Linked DNA regions of Mus musculus: region 2 is linked to region 1. A link is a contact called in public HiChIP or PLAC-seq data. All regions are on one chromosome and are shown on one strand. The core of a region is the stretch at or near the end of the contact, and the rest is flanking DNA. Distances in the headings are between cores, read along the strand shown.

Region 1 (4,503 bases), core at 579-3,078:
GGAGTGGTAAGAAGGGTACTGTGGCTTGGGCCTGAGTGCTCCCTGTGGACCTGAGTGCTCCCTGCCACCCAATGTCCTCACTGACTCTGCTTTAGTGCTCGGGAAACCCCAACATGGCCTGTGCCCATGGTCACAGCACTCAGGAGGTGGGTGAGGGTGTATCCCGTGTCTAGGCTGTCACTGGCTACAGCTAATTTGAGGCCAACCAGGTATATAAGACTCTTCCCACCCCCACCCCCCAAACACAATTAAAGAAGGGAAGTTCACACTTGGGAAAATTGGCTGGAGGCTGCGATCTCAGATCAGGGGTCAAGAGTCCTGCTGGGGGCCATACTGTTGAGAGGGTGAAGGGCACTCCCATCCCTTGACAAGCTGACAGAAGACAGAGGGAATTCCAGTCCACCCTCTCCTCACTATGGATTAAACGGTGGGCTCTGAAGCCCCTTGTATGCACGAGAGTGCAGCTGTTGATAGAGTAGCTGATTTCACTGTGCACTAAAGGAAAGTATACTTGGTGGTCTGGCAATAGAGAGTCTATTTTCTTTTATGATCCTGTGTGTGTGTGCATGTGTTCACGTGTGCATGCATGTATGTGCTTTTGTGTGTGTGTGCATGCATGTATGTGTGCTTGTGTGTTTGGAGGAGATGACGTCTCTCACTGAACCTAGAATTCTCAGTTTCAGTTTCAGTGGGTTCCATTGGTAGCCAGTCCTCCCACCCCAAGCCACCTCTGCTAGGTGCTGTGCTTACAGATGCATGCCACCACACCTGGCTTTTTTTGTGGGTTGTAGGCATCTCATATGTGCATAGCAAGTACCTCAGTGGCAGAGCCGTCTCCCCAGGCCCCTGACAGTGTTATTTTTGTCATGTGTTCACGTCTTTCTCACATGCTCTCCTTCCCTTACTACTTTTTTGTAGGTTCTACCCCTTGAGAACAAAATGAAGGACTCACAGAAATTTCCATTGATTCTGTATTTGGGGATGGCTATCATCACTGTACTCTACATCAGCCTGGGGAGCCTGGGGTACCTGCAATTTGGAGCTAATATCAAGGGCAGCATCACCCTCAACCTGCCCAACTGCTGGTATGTGGAGGGACTGGAAACTTCCAGAAGGCGACAGGTCACGATGTGGCTTTTTCTTGTCACTTGGCTACCCTGAGCTTGTGATCTTACAGCAGCTTGTACTGAATTTATGTGTGAATCTTGCACCTGTTAAGACATTTCTCCTGTGAAATACTAAGCCCAGAAGGGCTGAGTATCCAGTGTGTGTGTGCCTAAAGCCATTCCAGACTCGTGTGATTGGAGGGAGGTCTGCCTGGTCAGTCACAGGTGTGCCATGCAAGTGGGAGTGTCTCACCCTGGACTGTTGGGAGTCCTTCATCAAGTGTCTTTCCCAGTGGACATGCTCTGGGGAATCACTTGAGACCCACAGAAGTGCCTGGATGTCACAGAACATGTACTGATCAGTCTCTGTTTGGAAGACCAAAACCTCATTGTAAAGAGCGTCTCTTTGCCCATACTGAGAACCTGGTTAATGCCCAGGGTCCTAGAGCAGCCTCCCTTCCCATCCAGCTATTGTATTGCACTCTGAATGGTGAGACTTTGGGGAAGACAAATTGAGAAAACTGTTGGCTCACTGGAGTCAGTGTGTAGTATAGGATCCCTAATCAGCAGGCGTCGGAAGACAAAGCTCATTGCATCTCCAGCCAAGTGGGCTACCACACAGCCAGCCCACACCGTCTGACCCCGTTGAGCAGCTGTCTTCCCTCTGGTACCTAGTCCAGCTGAGCTCAGGTCCCTGCTGCGCTCCTGTGTGCATGAGGTTACCTGGGTGTCTCCTGACTCTAGATTTAGCAGCTCTCTGGAGGTCTCAGGGGCTTAACTCAGAGCACCACCAGCGGAAGGGTGTTTTGTTTTGTTTTGTTTTGTTTTGTCTTGTTTTTCCCTCAAAGAGTTATTGTCTGTACTTAGCAAGAGAGACAGGAAAAGACCCCCCCTCAGCCCCCCCGCTTCCCCAGTGTTCTTGCAGCTTAAGAATCTTATCTGGGTGTTTAGCTCAACTACACAATAAGATATTTCAGTCAGTCCCAAGAGTGGTCAGTGTCTCTCACTGTCGTATGCGCAGGTCTTGATGAGGTGGCATTCTGCTGAAGAGAGTGGCCTTTCCTGTGTACTGAGTCAGGTCAGAAAGCTCTGGGTTCCTGCTCTAGGGGCAAGTTGCAGTACCCCACGGCATGTCAGTGGCCTCCTGGGGGAGTCTCGGGGATCTGTGGTAAAAGGCAGCCCCTTTGGGATGAGGAGGGGCCTGTGCACAGGGCAGAGTCCAGATACAGAAGGTATAAGGAGAACATTTTACCATACCCTGGGCACAGTTTACATATTCGGAGTGTGTAAGAGTGTGTGTTTGGTAGGGGACAGAGGGCTTGCTTCCTTCCTTCCTTCCTTCCTTCCTTCCTTCCTTCCTTCCTTCCTTCCTTCCTTCCTTTCCTTCCTTTCTTTCTCTCTCTCTTTCTCTCTCTCTTTTTTCCTTCCTTCCTTCCTTCCTTCCTTCCTTCCTTCCTTCCTTCCTTCCTTCCTTCCTTCCTTCCTTCCTTTCGTATGTTTGTTTGTTTTTAGAAAAAAGTTCTCCTGTAGTTCTCCTGTAGCTGGTCTGAAATTCAGTATGTAGCAGAGGCTGACCTTGAACTCTTCCCGTCTCCCTCTCCAGAGTGCTAGTGTTATGCTGTGCCTGGCTCATGTCTTCATTGTGAAGAGCTACACAGGGGCACTGAGACTTATTTAGCTAGTTTTCTATGAATTAACATTTCATTTTTGTAGCCTTCCCTTGCATAAAAGCTATGGAGAACTTTTTCTTTTTAATTAATTTGCATTGTGTGTGTGTGAGTGAGTGGGAGATCTCTTCAGAGAGAGAGAGAGAGAGAGAGAGAGAGAGAGAGAGAGAGAGAGAGAGAGAGAGAGAGAGAGAGAAATTGGGGCAGGGGGAAGAGAGAGAGCCAGCATAAGACTTATCAGTCTGAAGACTGTGCGGGTGGGTTGGTGATCTTTCCGGCTGTCTCCAGGGTACAGGGGCGGGTTTGGGCTCTGTCAGGGCTGTCGGAGTGCACCATCAGTCTCCTGAGAGCACCCACTCTCTGCAGGTTGTACCAGTCGGTGAAGCTGCTGTACTCCATAGGCATCTTCTTCACCTATGCCCTCCAGTTCTATGTCGCAGCTGAGATCATCATCCCGGCCATTGTGTCCCGAGTGCCTGAGCATTTCGAGCTGATGGTGGACCTTTGTGTGCGCACCGCCATGGTCTGTGTGACATGTGAGTAGAAGAGATTATTTCTGCATTTCCTTAAAGGTTAGAGGACATCTGGATTGTCCCCAGTGAGAGCCTGGCACACAGACACGCTACTAGAGTTGAGGCATAAACCAGGGCATGAAGAATTGGTTCTTAGTGACTGCAAAGAACTCTGGAGTGAGGACAGGAGTTTACAGATGATGTCTAAAGTTCAAGAGAGAACAAAGACACTGTTATGATCCCATCTGAAATGGACAGCAAGCTAAAAGCCACTCCAGAGGGCTGGGCATGCAGCTCAGTTTGTAGTGTGCTGATTGAGTGAGCTTTCATAAAGCCCTGGGGTTCCATCTTCAGCATCACATCAACTGGGTGTGGTGTGGTGCACACCTGCAATCCCAGCACTGAGGAGGCAGAGGCAGAAGGACCAGGGTTTGAGGTCAGCCTGGGAAATGTGAGACCCTGTTTTGATAGCTAGAAAGATAGATAATGGATAGATGACTAGCTGGATAGATAGATGAAAGGATGGATGGATAGATGGTAGATAATTGGATAAAAAGATGGATTGGACATGTGGATGAATTGATGGTTAGATAGATGGTTAGCCACTTCAACCACATCCTTAGTAAGAACTGGAAGCTGTAGTATAAGGCACTGTTACTATCCCATCTAAAATAGATATGAGTATTTAAAAGATGCTTCAGGGTCTGGGTACTCACCTAGCATGCATCCGCAGCACCCAATACACTGGGAAAGGTGGTACACGCCAGAATCCGCTCACTGGGATGTAGAATCAGGAAAGTCAAGGTTTCAAGGCTAGCCTGGGATACACAAGACTTCTCTCTCAATCAGTAGCTAGCTACTTCATCTTGTCTGTAACGAGGACACATTAGTTTCATAGAAGGTATGTGTTTGTTGTTTTAAATAGCAGTCCATTGTAAGCTGGGTAGATGATCCCAGATATTTTTTGTATGTTCATTTTAAACATCTGTTAACCTGGCTGTTTTCCTCTGTTTTTTCCTCTTTTCTCTACCCTGAGCTAAGGGGTGTGGCTTCAACATTAAAATCAGAATATCACTAGCACCTTATTTCCTATTTGTTGAAAGTAAGGTCAATTTTTAAAAACTTACGTTTTCCTTATTGCTTCTGTGAGTTTCACCAGGGCATCCCTAACCAACTGGTCACTAACTTCTGATTTAGATTTCTGGGAGATTGGCAGTT
Region 2 (4,281 bases), core at 1,744-4,243, 200 kb after region 1:
TCCCGGTCCCTGGAACCCCCTCACAGGCTCTAAGATTCTCTATTAGTGGCTTGCTCAGGGTCTGTGAAGTCCTAGAAATGGGGGGGGGTAGAGGGGGAAGGTTTCCAGGACTCCAGCCTCTACCCCCCACCCCCGCCCCCACTTCCACAGAGCACCGTTGTGACCTGGTTGACAAATCAAATTTTTTTGCTAAAGATTTCACATCTGAAACTGATCTTATTTCTTGAAAATAAAATTTGAGGGGCTGAAGAGCTGGCTCTGCAGTTAAGAGCGCTTGCACCTGTAGCAGAGGATCCAGTTCTTAGCACTCACATCAGGAGGTTCACAACTACCTGTAACTCTAGCTCCAAGAGACCCAAAGCTCTTCTGGCCTCTGAGGGCACCTGCATGCATGCTTAGTGCACACACACACACACACACACACACACACACACACACACCTTACTATTATAAAAAAAGAAAAAAAAATGAGGCCAAGCATGACAGACTATGCCTATAATCCCAGCACTCGGGAGGATGAAGCAGGAGGATTGCAAGTTTGACGACAGCCTGGTTTATATAATAATTCCAAGCATTTTTTTTTCAGAGTGAGAGTCTGTCTGTTTTCAGAGTGAGAGTCTAGTTTCTCTGGATGCCTTCAGTACCATCAGCACAGGCTGTACAGGGTCGAGTAGTCACAAGAAGTGTGTGTGCTATCAACCCTGAAACCCGGTGTCCTCACCCAGAGACTTGTCCTTTCTCCCTTCTCAAAAGGTTTTCTCTTCAAACAAAACCCACTTGCAGGAGAAAGCTCCCTTGGGGTCAACACTGAGAAACCGGAGTCTCCTTTCACTAAGGGAGCCCAGTCTCCCAACCCCCCACCCCACCCCGCTGCCGCCACTCCACCGCCACCCCTTTCATTGTCTTCAGAAAGAAGAGACAGCATCAAATCTGGATATCTGGGGTTTGCTCTTTTGATCTGGACCCAGACTCTCATGCTGCAGTTCTGACTGGCCTGGAATTTGCCATCTTCCCTGTGCAGCCACCGGCGTGGAGTTCTGGGATCACGCCCTGCAGCCTGGGGTTAAAACAGCCCGCCGCCTTCTTCTCACTCCAAGACTCGTCCCTCCTCCTTCCTGTCCTTCTTAGTCTTTGATTTCTGTTTGCTTTTACCATTTTAATTTATTATCGTTATATTTCTTTAGAGGCAGGGTTCTATAGCGCTCTTTTAGAGGTACAAGGGTAACTAGTGTGAGTTGGCTCTCTTTTTACCACTCAGGTCCCAGGAATCAAACTTAGGTTGCCAGCCTTGGTGGCAAGCACCTTCACTTGCTCTGCCATCTGACTGTTTTCTCAGCCTTTAGGAAGAGCGCTGGATGAGAAGCTGAGAGACCCGAGCGCCTCACTGGTCAGAATAACATGGGCAGGCCACTTCCAGCCTCTGACCTTAGTTTTCTCATATTGAAGATGAGAGTGTCAGTTTCATTCAGACTTTGTCAACACTAGGAAACGAGGGCCAAGGTAATAACCCCAGCTCCGTCTTTCCTTTGTGTCCCCAGTGGTGGTTGTCACTTTGCTATTTTAATTGTAAATGGGAGTCTACAGCCAATATGGTGTCTGAAAACAATCAAACCCTTTAGAAATGCCTTTACCCCTTAGAAGGTACTGTTCTTTTAGATAGGGTTTCACTATGTAGGTAGCCTTGACTGACCTGGAACTTGCTACATAAAAAAGGTTGGCCTAACCAGTACCCCCAGAGCTCGTGCCTCTAGCTGCATATGTAGCAGAAGATGGCCTAGTTGGTCATCATTGGGAAGAGAGGCCCCTTGGTCTTGCAAACTTTATATGCCCCAGTACAGGGGAAACACCAGGGCAAAGAAGTGGGAGTGGGTGGGTAGGGGAGCAGTGGATGGGAGGGTATAGGGGACTTTCGGGATAGCATTTGAAATGTAAATGAAGTAAATACCTAATAAAAAAATGGAAAAAGAAGAAGAAGAAGAAGAAGAAGAAGAAGAAGAAGAAGAAGAAGGAGAAGGAGAAGGAGAAGGAGAAGGAGAAGGAGAAGGAGAAGGAGAAGGAGAAGGAGAAGGAGAAGGAGAAGGAGAAGGAGAAAAGGTTGGCTTCAACCTTCAACATTAGAGATCTGCCTTCCTCTGCCTCCCAAATTCTGGGGACAAAGGTTGTGACACCACACTTATCTCAGAAGTGTCTTTTTCTTTTCTTTCTTTTCTTTCTTTCTTTCTTTCTTTCTTTCTTTCTTTCTTTCTTTCTTTCTTTCTTTCTTTCTTCCTTCCTTCCTTCCTTCCTTCCTTTCTCTCTCTCTCTTTCTTTCCTTCTTTCTTTCTTTTCTTTTTTAGATTTATTTATTTATTATATGTACGTACACTGTAGCTGTCTTCAGACACCCCAGAAGAGGGCATCAGATCTCGTTATGGATGGCTGTGAGCCACCATATGGTTGCTGGAATTTGAACTCAGGACCTTCGGAGGAGCAGTCAGTGCTCTTAACCACTGAGCCATCTCTCCAGCCCCCATGTCTTTCTATAAAAGGATTGAAGATTGAACCCAGAGCTTTGAGCGTGCTAGCCAAGTGATCTTCCACCAGGATATACTCTCAGCCATCTTTCAGATTTTTAAAGTCAATGTTTGCCTTTCTTCCTTTTTGTCTGTCTGTCTGTCTCTCTCTCTCTCTCATCCTGAATCCCTCAGTCAGTGCTCAGTGGGCGTCTCCGCTGGCAGAGCTCTGAGATTCTTTACCTCACGGCCCCAAAACTCTCAGAGATCTGGATCGTCGTCTCCGGAGTGGCCTTTTGCTTGCCACATGGCCTAAGATTCCAGAACAGTGAGTGATCCTGGATGCTGGCCAGATTCTAGCCTGATATCCCATCTGGTCCCAGGCTGTCTCCAGCCCCTCCCCTCCCCCACTGAGGGCCCGCCTCCCTAGCCCCATCCCCAGTTGAGTTATTCTCCTGATTCAGACATTTTTTCAGTGTGAAATCACCTCCGCTCCAGCTAGCTGAAGCCGGGAGCAAGCCGCTGCCCACTGCAGTGGCTCTAAGCCCTCCCTTCCACTGCCACGTCCCCACACCCTCCTCTCCTCCAGGCCCTCAGAATTTCCCTTAGATTTCTTCCAGCTTTACAGAGAAACCCAGAGAGGCCACAGCAAGCGGGGTGGAGCCCTGTTTATTTCACCCATAGCTCCTGCTACAGACCCTGGGCATAGTCCACCCCTGAGTGAGGCTATCAGTAGAATTTGTTAAATCAAGGCAGAGACAGAGTGAAAGTCCCAGAAAGTGAAGAGAAGAGACACAGGCAGAGATGCATCGAAGTGGAGAGACAGAAAGACCTAACCTACACCATAGACAAAGAGGCAGAGCATGATAGTGGTCAAAGGTCGATCCAGTGACCTCTAAACTGGACTGAAGAATGGTTCCCGGCTTATTCAGGCACTATCTTTGCTTAGTGGTTATCTTTGCTGAATTTGTTGTTCACTACTGATTATGGCCCCGATTCTAAAGTTACTTGTTAACCCATTGATTTCCGTCCAGTGATACAAAAGTCACCGGAGATTACAATCTGACTTCTTTGTTTGACACTAACCAATATCTCATATGACCTAACAGCATCGGCTTTCCCAGCATTGGATCATTCACTCACTGCCTATCTGCACACAGGCTCTCCTAGAATTCCCTTGGAACCAAATATATTATTTGGTAGTTTCTCCTCCTCCCCCTCCCCCTTCCCTCTTCCTCCCCTTCTCCTCCTCCTCCTTCTTTGTGAAGTAATAATAATAACAACAGCAATAATAACAATAATACTTTCTGAGAGAGAATCTGTTGTAGCCTAGGCCAGTCTTCAGTTCTCTCTCTTTTTTTTTTTTCCGAGACAGGGTTTCTCTGTGTAGCCTTGGCTGTCCTGGAACTCACTCTGTAGACCAGGCTGGCCTCGAACTCAGAGATCCGCCTGCCTCTGCCTCCCGAGTGCTGATATCAAAGGTGTGTGCCACTACATCTGGCTTTCAGTTCTCTTTGTAGCCCAGGATGATTTTGATTTCCTGATTCTCCTGCCTCTACCTCCCAAGTGCTAGAAGTAAAGGTGTGAATTGCTCTGCTCTGCTCTGGCCAGCATCTCTACAGGAGACGGTGTCCCCCAAAGCTGAAAAAACAAACAAACAAACAAACAAATAAACAAGCAAAACCCTTCCTACTAAGCTAGTCTTACATCTGTGGTGGTCTGTTGGGGGACCCTACAGTGGCCTACACTTGAAAGCCTGAGGCAGGAGACTGGAAGCGCAACATAAATA

What was found. HiChIP or PLAC-seq counts read pairs in DNA pulled down with a chosen protein or histone mark.
Region 2: a contact with region 1 is called in an H3K27ac HiChIP or PLAC-seq map of extraembryonic endoderm stem cells. The contact joins two enhancer-like sites. A contact is called at or near these places in 1 of 39 promoter capture datasets (cranial neural crest), 1 of 484 Hi-C or Micro-C datasets (nephron progenitors), 9 of 115 datasets of contacts at active chromatin or transcription factors (the NIH/3T3 cell line, craniofacial prominence, embryonic forebrain and 6 more) and 2 of 9 other capture datasets (adipose tissue and liver).

The regions. Positions count from the first base shown.
Region 1 is chr11:55,225,048-55,229,550 of GRCm38.p6, forward strand. Slc36a1 (solute carrier family 36 (proton/amino acid symporter), member 1) reads left to right here. Exons shown (of 11, transcript NM_153139.4): 8 at 1-6; 9 at 919-1,085; 10 at 3,140-3,309. Among named protein-coding and RNA genes, the nearest start is that of Slc36a1, 23 kb to the left of the region's middle. Within about 2 kb of position 1,829, at least 2 of the 459 cell types and tissues checked have an H3K27ac peak or open chromatin away from gene starts, as enhancers often do. A contact at or near this core is called in extraembryonic endoderm stem cells, where this site is marked.
Region 2 is chr11:55,425,453-55,429,733 of GRCm38.p6, forward strand. No RefSeq gene overlaps it. Among named protein-coding and RNA genes, the nearest start is that of Sparc, 7.5 kb to the left of the region's middle. Within about 2 kb of position 2,994, at least 180 of the 459 cell types and tissues checked have an H3K27ac peak or open chromatin away from gene starts, as enhancers often do. A contact at or near this core is called in extraembryonic endoderm stem cells, where this site is marked.